Linked DNA regions of Mus musculus: regions 1 and 3 are each linked to region 2. Evidence: chromatin contacts called from public Hi-C and HiChIP or PLAC-seq data. All regions are on one chromosome and are shown on one strand. The core of a region is the stretch at or near the end of the contact, and the rest is flanking DNA. Distances in the headings are between cores, read along the strand shown. Region 1 has its middle 25 kb from the start of AI506816. Region 2 overlaps 5031425E22Rik (RIKEN cDNA 5031425E22 gene). Region 3 overlaps Pus7 (pseudouridylate synthase 7).

Region 1 (3,661 bases), core at 137-2,636, 320 kb after region 2:
CTTTGATCCCAGCACTTGGATTTCTTTTCTTTCTGCCCCAGCAGACTGTGCATGCTTCCTTCCAGGGCCTCTGGCTCAGCTCTTCTGTCTCATGCTCTCATCTGAGCTCTCCTGAGAGGTTTGCTGAACGACTCAGTACAACACTTTCTTACCACCTCCTCATTCTCTTTCTTGTTGAATATTCTTCACAGCATTTATCATGATTTAAAACTACTTTTTTTTTTTTTTCCGAGACAGGTTCTCTGTGTAGCCCTGGCTGTCCTGGAACTCACTCTGTAGACCAGGCTGGCCTCGAACTCAGAAATCCACCTGCCTCTGCCTCCCGAGTGCTGGGATTAAAGGCATGCACCACCACGACCGGCTAAAACTACATATTTGTGATGTTAGAATTTATAACAAAACGTGAATTTGGCCTTTTTCAACTCTGGCATAGGGCTCCTGAAACCCTTGAGTTTCTTAAATGACAAGAAACAGCTGCTGGGGGTGGGGAGATGGCTCAGTGCTCTAAGAGCACTAGCAGCTCTTCCTGAAGCCCTGGGTTCAATTCCCAGCACCCACTTGTGGTACACAACTGCCTGCAACTCTAGTTCTCGAGGATCTGACTCTCTTCTGGCCTCCATGGGCACTGTGCACATGTGATACACGTCATCCATGTAGGCAAATGCTTATAGACATAAAAGAAAAACAAATAAATAGCTATTCATAAAAAGTACCTTCCAGGATCTGAAATGACCACAGCATTTGGGCTTGTTGCCAGGGAAACTAGCCAGGTTGGATGGGAGGAGTGGAATTTCAGTGTCTCTTCAGGAAGCAAGGACTGACTTAAGCCAACATTAGATTTTGGCCATTCATGCGTCTGTGGCAGAACCTCTAAAAAAACCCCTGGACTGTGGGATGCAGTGATTACACTGGGGTGCTGTTTGCCCGGAAATTCTAGTCTCCTCCCTCTAGCTTTCATTATGTATCTCCCAGTCTTGCTATTCCTGAATTACGTCCTGTATAATAAACCTGCCAGCAGTGTTGTATCCTGTGCTGTGAGCTGCTCTCACACACTTTTATATCTGAAGGTGGGAGCCATAGGAATTTCTTATGGAAAACAAGTTGGTAAGAAGTAAGAAATATGGGCTCATGATGATCCGAATAGGAGCAGTGTTGAGATGAGCTCTCTGTGGACAGAGTTAGAATTATATTGTAAGACACTGAGGGAAGTCAGAGCCTAGGTGGTGTGGGTTTATAACAAGGACTTGGAGAGAGAATTTGCTTAAAGACACCAACTTTCCACTTAGGTCTAATGGGTTACCACTTGGCATCTCTGCCTCCACTTAGGTCTAATGCGTAACTAATCAGGATTAAACATTTGGCATCTCTGCCTCCGCTTGAGGATGGGCCTGGTACTGTTTGTATTTTGATGCTAATTCTGCTCTCCTAGGAGGGGTTGCAGACAAGGAGTGAGTCAAATACTTAAGTGACTTCTTGTGAACCAATTCCCTAATGAATAAAGGAATCTATCACTGGGCGAGTAGGCGGGACTTCCAGGTTGGATGGAGGAAGAGAGGAAGCAGGAGAGAGTTAGGTCCTTTTGGATGGGATAATGTGAGGACAAGATGTCTCCTGGTTTCAGTGGCAGATCCATCAGGATTTGCCACTAGAGGATTTAGATTTAATAAGACTTACAGGATTAGGATTTTAGTTGCTGTGCCCAATGATTGAGTTACCGTCGTTTCTGAACTAAGTTTGTGCTGTGTTTTTCTTCACGTGGTGACTTGCCCGAGTTCAAGAGAGAAAGGTACTGGGCAAGGTGTGTTTGCCAGATGTGCACCACAAAGGCCGTGGGGGATTTGAAGCACGGGATTGGCCTGGTAGTGACTGCCAGTGCCAGTGGGTACTTAGTGAGCTGGGTGGAGAGATTTTGGAGCACTGAGTCAGAGTCTCCATGAGATAAAAACAGGTCGCCCATTGCCCATCAGTGCATGGCCGGCCAGGCTGCTTTGGCAGAGAGTTGCTGGCACTAGCTCGGGTTTGTGCTAGTTCCTTTTTAAATATTTTCTGCAACAGTCTCTATTTTTTAAAAAAAGATTTATTTATTTATTGTATGTACATGTACAGCTGGTTGTGAGCCTTCATATGGTTGTTGGGAATTGAATTTTTAGGACCTGTGCTTGCTCTGGTTGCTCTGGTCACCCCACTCAGGTCAACTCCATTTGCTCAGTCCCAAAGATTTATTCATTATTATTAATAAGTACACTGTAGCTGTCTTCAGACACAACAGAAGAGGACGTCAGATCTCATTACAGGTGGTTGTGAGCCACCATGTGGTTGCTGGGATTTGAACTCAGGAACTTCAGAAGAGCAGTCAGTGCTCTAACCCACTGAACCATCTCGCCAGCCCAACAGTCTCTATTTTGAATCTGCTCATTTTGCTGTTAGTCAGCCTCCTGTGTCATTACCTTGAATCCCAGAAACTACAAATCTGATAAACAAAGATCTTGTGTGGACAGTCTTGTCTGTTGCTTAGGCAGCAGTGACCCCTGACCAGTCCTGAGATGATAAACCAAACCACAGTTTGACCAAGACTCATTCTTAGGCTACCCCTCCCCCGACCCCTGCCCCCATGCTAGCAGAGTGTTCAGGCCAGTGTTCCCCTCTAGGGTGGAAGTGTCATGCTTTATATCTTAACATCTTTCAATGCAGATATTATCTTAATGTATCTCAATATAGACATACTGATTAAATTTCTCTCCTTCCTCTCAGTTTGCCTTTTGGTTTTTGGGTCAAATAGTGGCTAGACACAATCTGTTGGAGCTCTTGCCATGCCCCACTGCGCTCTCAAAGTGCACCGGGAGGACACCTATGTGTTAAGAACTGTAGGCTCTCAGATTTTTTTCTTGCATGCTTGAAGACATCACTGGGTACTGGCCAACGCTTGGCATTGAGAAATCTGTATCGATGTGATTGGCTACTTTGTAAGTACCATGGATGTTCAATTTCTACTGTTGGAAGATTTTAGATTGAACTCTCCCGGCAAGGGGATCTTTTTCAAATCAGATGCATTGGGCACTTGATGTGTCACATTGCTGGGGAAATCGTGGTCTACTGTTTCTTTCCCCTCTTTACGTTCTCCTTTGCATTAAGTCTTCCCTCTGCTGTCCTGATGCTGAGGTACTTGCTGCCCTCAGTCCTCTGGATGATCCTTCCTATTTACTCTGCAGCCAGACCACAGTCCAGTTAAATCCTGCAACAACAACCTAATAGTGCAGTATCCTTTGGATGTTCTAATTAGCACAAATTAACTCTGTTGAGTTGTCTGACTGCCCATGAGGGTGTTATTTTTGTGCTCCTCTTGGTCCTCACTTCCTGCTGTTATCAAGGCAGTCTGGAATGCCTTGACGCTCCTGCTGCTGTGACATGGTCATGCTAGAGATTCAGCTCACATTTACTTGTCTACCGAGGTCCAACTTGGTGAACCAGCGGGTGACTTACAGAATCAGAAATGACTCAGACAGCTGCATCACTAAGGCTCACCTTAGCACAGATGACCCCTTACAAAGCTGGGAACACTGCACAGCCTGCAGGCAGCCCAGAGGCTGGCGGGGTCCTTTCCAGGAACCTCTGCTCTATACCTCTTCCAGGCAGCTCAGCTGGTTTCTGCTTCTTTCAGGAG
Region 2 (3,352 bases), core at 782-3,281:
TTTTATTTTAGACAAGTAAAATTCGTACATATTTTTAAAAACAGAAACAAACATTCATATTTAATTGAAATCTAGAGAAAATATCTTCTACCCAGAATGCCTGATTTCTGAATATTTTTATTTTTTGATTTATTGACGTGCCACCTTTTCTTTCCTCAACAGAATACTCATTTTATGCAAGCAACCAGATTTACAAAATATATTTTATTATTCTCCACTGTCACACATTTTCACTGAACATTTAAGGTCACAAATAGACAGGCAAGGTGATCCAGCACCCTGACAGCTGCAGGGCACTAACACCTTAGTAAGTGCACACAAATACATACTGAGGTTTTTTTTTTTTAAAGCAAAATTAGGATTATCTTGTAAATATCACTTCAAGGCCTACGATAGCCATCTTTCCACATCAGCATTTTTAAATGATTGTCCGTGCAGCGTTGCCAGGCGAGTAGTACTGAGCCACAACTCTCCTCGCCTGTTTCATTTTGGTTTGTATTTTTACTGTTAACATAGCTTACATAAATAGTACATCTTAAGTCTGTACTAGATTGACCTTTCTATTATTTGCAAGTATACTCTACTGTGTGGCTTCCTCCCCATCAACAAGGCTTTAAACAAGAGGGCTCTTCTAATCCCAATCAGACTGTATTTACACTTTACAGTTCATATGCAGTTTCCCATTAAATGTTCTAATGTACAAAGAACTTCTGGTTCAACTGGTGTGGGGATCTGACATTTTTACCTCTCTGTGTGAATTGTGGATGCTGGCTGTGTCATTCAGTCGTGGGTTTGGTGTCCTGCAGAGATTTGTAGACAGCAAGTGTAAAGAAATCAAACCCCCAGCCTGAAACAGGGATGGTCCAACTGTTCCCTGTATATTCCAACCTGGTGGGTCCGCGGTAAAGCACAAGTTTGGGGTTATTTTTTGTGTAATAATCTTTTACTGTTTAAATCTTCATCGCTGCCTCCTAAGTTATCCCAAACACATTATTACATCGTTAGTGCACCTAAAACAGCAAAACAACAACAAACCCCAAGCGACTTCACTCCTGCTTTTGTCCCCTAATCTATACCCAGTTCTAAACCACCTAGCCAAACAGTGAAGCCGCGCCCTAAAAATAAACGGGCACATGTGTGAAAACTTCTAACACCTAGAAACCTACAATGTACTTAAACTCAGCCTGATTTTTCCCTGTAAACTAAAATCATGGTAGGACTACCCAACTTGGCCTTGTCCATCACCCTACAGCATATTTATTCAGTATGGACCTGCAAAAAAGGAAGCCACACAAAAAAGAAGCATCCCTTAGAAACCAGAAGCCAGTAAAGTCTGCTTTGGAGGGATCAGTTATACTGAAGAGCTGTCAAAATACACACTCATGTGCTACAGCATGCTTCTCCATACCTTCATGTTTTAGGTGGTGATACCCAGCAAAGTTAATCATCCCCCCGCCCCCGCAACTCCCCCACCCACCATTCCCTTCTTTCTCTGTTAGTTACTACTGCATATCTGGTATACATTATCTCATTTAATCCATCAATCTAATTTAAGTGAGAAAAGGCTGGACTAAAGAGATTATATTTCAACAAGGACACTGCTCTACTTCCCCAAACTGAGCATCATGAAACTAACCAGGCATGATGTAATTCTGTAACCCAAGTCCTCAAAAAGATCGGGCCAAATGCAAGACCGCTTCAAAAACAAAAGCAAAAAAATTGTTATTTCCACTGGGCGCAGACTAACCACCATCAGCATTTCCGGAAGATGGCGGCTGCACTGGGCTCAAAATGTGAGCTGGAAGCTCAGACGACCGAGTTAAGCAGGAAGCTGCACTACGGTGCTTTACAGCGAGGATTAAAGAAGGGATAAGCTCGGCCGCTGTATGTAGCCTCGTCGCTCTGCTCCGTGAAGGTCCCAGGAAAACGCCGCCCGGCTCGAGCGCCGCGCACCCGGCCAGCCTGCAGGCGCAGCTCCCGCAGCTGCTCTCCCGAGCGGAAGGGCAGCCGCCGTGACGCAGACAGCGCCGGGGAAACGCCCTGCTCTGTGGTACAAGCACTCGCTCTGTCACTGTGGGACTCAAGGCTTGAGGTCTAGAGCACAAGCCCACGCTATGCTTCGCCAAGAGGTGTTTTTCCTCTGGTGTAAAATTTGGCAGCCACAACGGGGTAGCTTGGTTTTATCCATGGTTAGGACACGCCGGCTATAGGTATTATACGGTAAAAGCCCGATTACTACAAAAGGTCAAAACTAAGCTACTGAACCACTCGTCAATCAAACCGGGCTTAAGAGAATGGATCCTCAGTACTTCTCACTAAAGAAAAATCCTTTCCTACAGCTTTTCACTCAGGCCACTTTTACTGGACTAATTTCTAATGTCAGTTAGGGAAAGGATCACTCCAGTTGAAAGCTACAAGAACATTAAACGCTAGAATAGCTAGCTGCGCGTTACAGGCATGGTGATGTATGCCTGTAACCTGAGCTAGAAACAGGAAAAAAAAAAAGGCGTTGATCTTTTGACTACCAAGTGATTTCGAGGCCAGCCTGAATTACACGAACCACGCCTCGCCTTTAAAAAATAAAATTATTTAGTCCCATTAGGGCACCATTATGTCTAAGCTTCATTATTTGTCAGCCTTCTCTTAGAATCTGAACACCTTGCACAGGATTTCTAAGCAGGAGTGTCCATGGAGAATTTAACAGGATCTGTGCACTATGCTACTCTACGCACATTAACAGCATTCCGAGAAGGGATCCGCCTTTCAGAAGCATTAATTAGGATGGATTTCTGGTTCCGAATTCCTGCAGTGTATTGTGCCAAGCCTGTAACTCTAGAGGCAGTGTTGAGTTGGTGGTCAGTCAGTCTGAGTCACCTGAGACCTCGTTTAAACTCTTGCCCACCCTCGTCCTCGAAAAGCAACCCACATTAAGGTCATGTGGACCATGGAGTCAATCTTATAAAAAACCTTCTCAACCTATGTAAAAGCTAAGTCTCCAACTCCTCATACTTCCTGAGAGCCGGGGCTGCAGTGATTTCCCACTATGCCTAGATTTTCTATTAGGACTATTTTTCAATTGTGGCTGGGTTCACAGACTTCTACCCTAACTTTTGCTGGGGATTGAGCCCAGTGCTTTCCCAGAGCTACGCCTCACTCAGCCCCTAACCCCTCCCCTTCCCTCAGTACTAAGAATCAAACGTGCTGGAACTGACGAAGACTACATTTCAACTCAAGGCAGGTGATCTCCTATGTTTGAGGCCAGTCTAGTCTATAAAGCAAGTTCCAGGCCAGCCACTGAGAACTTGTCCTCTAAACAAGACAAACCCATGACCTGAAGCATACTAAACAAGTG
Region 3 (3,234 bases), core at 553-3,052, 350 kb after region 2:
TAAAGAACCATCAACCAGTGTAGACAAGCAGTAACTCTCCTCAGAAAAGAACCACAGTATGCATAGATGCTGAGAAAATCAGTTTCCTTCTTGATGATTGTTGAGAGTCATGTATAGATACATTCTGTACAGTCATGTATGGAAAAACATTACAAGGACCTCTTCAGCTTTTAGAGTTAATTCCTCACCATTTCCATAGGGTTTTGTGAATGGATATATCTTTTTCATTTTTTCTTCTAGCTCACTACCCTTAAGGCAAGTTCTCTGCACTCAGCCCTTATGACAACGCTGGCACTTTACCTGTCTACAGGAAACACCAAGTGCTCTTACCTGCAGCAGCTCTGACCTCTGTCCGAAGGCACAGCATAAAGAGCACAAGAGAGCAATGTTTAATTTATAATAAATACTGTCAGCGTGCTTTAGAGAGGGGCATGCACATGATCGCATGGTGACAGGAGACTGAAGACTTCCACAGCACCTAAGAGTTCTGTGCTAGTCAATAGCCATTCAGACTTGAACAGTGGGATGTTGTAGTGGCAAACACTGAACAACTAGGAAACTCCCCTCTAGGCACAGCCTTCCTGTCTCAGTCTCTTCATAATGGATGAGTCCATCCTCCAAGCTGTCCTGTCTGCAGCCATGGGATACAGCAAATTCTTAAGTCTACATATCGAATGACTTTTTCTACAGACTATTTTTCCCTGTAAATACAGCAAGTGGTGTCTGTCATGCTGTGGGTAATGAGAAACTGCTGTTTTGCTTCATGCTGCTGTGTGTTTTATAAGTTTCTTGCACTGAAATGTAAAAATCTTTAAAATTTGGACACTGGGATTATTAGTTTTTTTTTGTTTTGTTTTGTTTTTGAGACAGGGTTTCTCTGTGTAGCACTGGCTGTCCTGGAACTCACTTTGTAGACCAGGCTGGCCTCGAACTCAGAAATCCGCCTGCCTCTGCCTCACAAGTGCTGGGATTAAAGGCGTGCACCACCACTGCCCGGCAGATTATTAGTTTTCTATATTCACCAATTTATAGATGAGAAGACTTAAGAAATGACGTATGAGACACGTCCAGTGAATGCAAGGTTCTGTCCTTGCTTTACCACCATATATGTCTATAATGAAAAGCTAAAAAGCCAAGAACGGTGAGCTCGTGAGCTGAAGTGTAGCGACATGCTGCAACCACTGGCCTTCCGCAGTCACAGATGAGCACGATGGCAAGAAGCAATGCAGGAGTAAGACTACAAACCCAAATGGTTCCTCCCTTGACAGGACACCAGTGAGTGATGCTGACCAGTGTGCACCTCCTATTCGGTGATCCAAGCACAGACCATGAATCCAATGGTCTCTGCAACTAACAAATGCAAATATTCATTTTCTAGGAATACTCAATATATAAAAGAGTAACATTTGCACTGGGAATATTCTGAATAGTTAACAATTCTATCTTTTGGACTCTACAAAAACTCTAGCCCCTGGGAAAACTAATCAATGTATACCTAGCCTCACAATGGGAATGAGGTTACAGGGCTTTTCACACAGTTTTGAGGCACTCTAATTTATAATTCATTTGCAAAGAATTCTAAGGCTGGAGACATGCTTCCTACTCCCACAAGGCTGGTGCTATCTTAGGAATCTATGACAGCACAGTCCAGACTTACACAGAGCAAACAGTTAACAAGGGAAATGTGGGAATCCTGCCCAGAGGTCCTGTGAATAAGGAAGGCAGGTGCTGGGAGCCTGGAGAGGGTGACACCATAGGGCAGCAGGGAGAGCCTCCTTTCTGCTTACTCAAGGTCATCTTCAAGGAAGCACCCACACGCCAGCCTTCTGCTTCTCAGCATCCTGCGGCGCCCACTGCCTTCATGGCTGTCCTTATGTCTGCACCTGCTCCTTTCTCCATCTCTCCCATGTGATACATTCAAGGCTCCTTATCGTCAAAGTCGAGCTTATGTCTTCTCCTTACTATATTTCTCCTCCTTTCTCTTTGCTTTAGCGCTTTATTTAAAAAGCACTGTCTGTATGGTACCTTTTGCCCCAGCCTACTGTGTAAGCTCTTTTCCAGTCTCAACCTTAGCTAAGCAAACAGGCAGCAGCAGGTTCCAGTGCTGCTCAGTGATGGGCACAGTTCTGAGCCACTCAAGCGACACATCTGGAGCCCATTCCACTGGGGTTCTGGGGTTCTTTCTTTTCCTTCAGCCAGTCCTGGGGAGATTCTTTGTGTCTGTGCCTCTCCCTCCCTAGTAGGAGAAGGCCTGGGTCCAGAGACCCTGACTGGGACCCATTTATTTTAGAAAGTTCAATGAATTAGAAAATTCAAAGATTATCAATCATACAAGGTTTCCCTCCTGAAGGCAGTAGCCCTCTGGACTATGCAGCTCAGGCCAGCCATGAACTCTTGGTTCCTTTGCCTCTTGAAAGCTGAGATGATACAAGTATGTTACCAAGGCCAGCCCCAGCTTTCTTTTTTAAATTTGTGGTTAAAAACAAGTTCTTGGGGCTGAAGAGATGGCTCAGTGGTTAAGAGCACTGACTGCTCTTCCTGAGGCACTCTTCCTGAGTTCAATTCCCAGCAACCACATGGTGGCTCACAACCATCTGTAACGGTATCTGATGCCCTCTTCTGGTGGTGAGACAGCAACAGTGTACTCATACATCCAATAAATATATAAATCTTTTTTAAAAAAAAATACAGTTTCCTTTCCTTAAAAAAAAAAGTTCTTAAAAGCAATGGGATGCATATAATTCCAAAATATCAATCTATTACTTGGTTGTATAATGTTATAATAATTTTATTAAATTTACCATGATTGAATAGGTAAAACAATGTGTCTTTTTTTGGACTAGGTTAATGGCTGGTTATTTCGGATACTGGGCACTGTGATTCAGAAGTTAATGTTTTAGAACGCATAATTCTATTTGAGGGAAGTTTAATATTGTTAATCTTGGTGGTTGTTGGTGGCAGCACACACCTTTAACCTCACCACTAGGGAGGCAGGTGGCTCTCTTGAGTCTGGGGCCAGCCTGGTCTACAGAGAAAGTTCTAAGACAGTCGGAGATACATAAAGAAACCCTATCTCAGAAAAATAAAAAACATTTAAAAAATAAAAAAATAAAATTAAAAAAAATATTATACATCTAAGTTGGGTGTCATGGTGGACAACTATAACCCCAGCACTTGAGAGGCACAAGTGGGGTTGGAAAAATCAGGAATTCAAGATCACTACATAGTGAGTTT

The links. Hi-C and Micro-C count contacts between places; a contact is called where the count stands out from the background. HiChIP or PLAC-seq counts read pairs in DNA pulled down with a chosen protein or histone mark.
Region 1: an H3K27ac HiChIP or PLAC-seq map of embryonic stem cells shows a contact between it and region 2, with 2.0 times the contacts expected there. The contact joins two enhancer-like sites. A contact is called at or near these places in 1 of 15 datasets of contacts at CTCF or cohesin (the NIH/3T3 cell line), 8 of 115 datasets of contacts at active chromatin or transcription factors (the 230-238 cell line, CD8 T cells, VIP interneurons and 5 more) and 2 of 9 other capture datasets (embryonic stem cells and pancreatic islet).
Region 3: a Hi-C map of cortical neurons shows a contact between it and region 2, with 1.9 times the contacts expected there. The contact joins two enhancer-like sites. A contact is called at or near these places in 2 of 15 datasets of contacts at CTCF or cohesin (large pre-B cells and pro-B cells), 10 of 484 Hi-C or Micro-C datasets (B cells, the Ba/F3 cell line, the G1E-ER4 cell line and 6 more), 15 of 115 datasets of contacts at active chromatin or transcription factors (the HPC-7 cell line, the NIH/3T3 cell line, astrocytes and 11 more) and 3 of 9 other capture datasets (adipose tissue, liver and pancreatic islet).

Annotation. Positions count from the first base shown.
Region 1 is chr5:23,735,810-23,739,470 of GRCm38.p6, forward strand. No RefSeq gene overlaps it. Among named protein-coding and RNA genes, the nearest start is that of AI506816, 25 kb to the left of the region's middle. Within about 2 kb of position 1,387, at least 13 of the 459 cell types and tissues checked have an H3K27ac peak or open chromatin away from gene starts, as enhancers often do. A contact at or near this core is called in embryonic stem cells and stem cell-derived neural progenitor cells, where this site is marked.
Region 2 is chr5:23,416,545-23,419,896 of GRCm38.p6, forward strand. All of the region lies in intron 1 of 5031425E22Rik (RIKEN cDNA 5031425E22 gene), which reads right to left. Among named protein-coding and RNA genes, the nearest start is that of 5031425E22Rik, 15 kb to the right of the region's middle. Within about 2 kb of position 2,032, at least 443 of the 459 cell types and tissues checked have an H3K27ac peak or open chromatin away from gene starts, as enhancers often do. A contact at or near this core is called in cerebral cortex, cortical neurons, embryonic stem cells and 1 more, where this site is marked.
Region 3 is chr5:23,763,004-23,766,237 of GRCm38.p6, forward strand. All of the region lies in intron 5 of Pus7 (pseudouridylate synthase 7), which reads right to left. Among named protein-coding and RNA genes, the nearest start is that of Pus7, 19 kb to the right of the region's middle. Within about 2 kb of position 1,803, at least 13 of the 459 cell types and tissues checked have an H3K27ac peak or open chromatin away from gene starts, as enhancers often do. A contact at or near this core is called in cerebral cortex and cortical neurons, where this site is marked.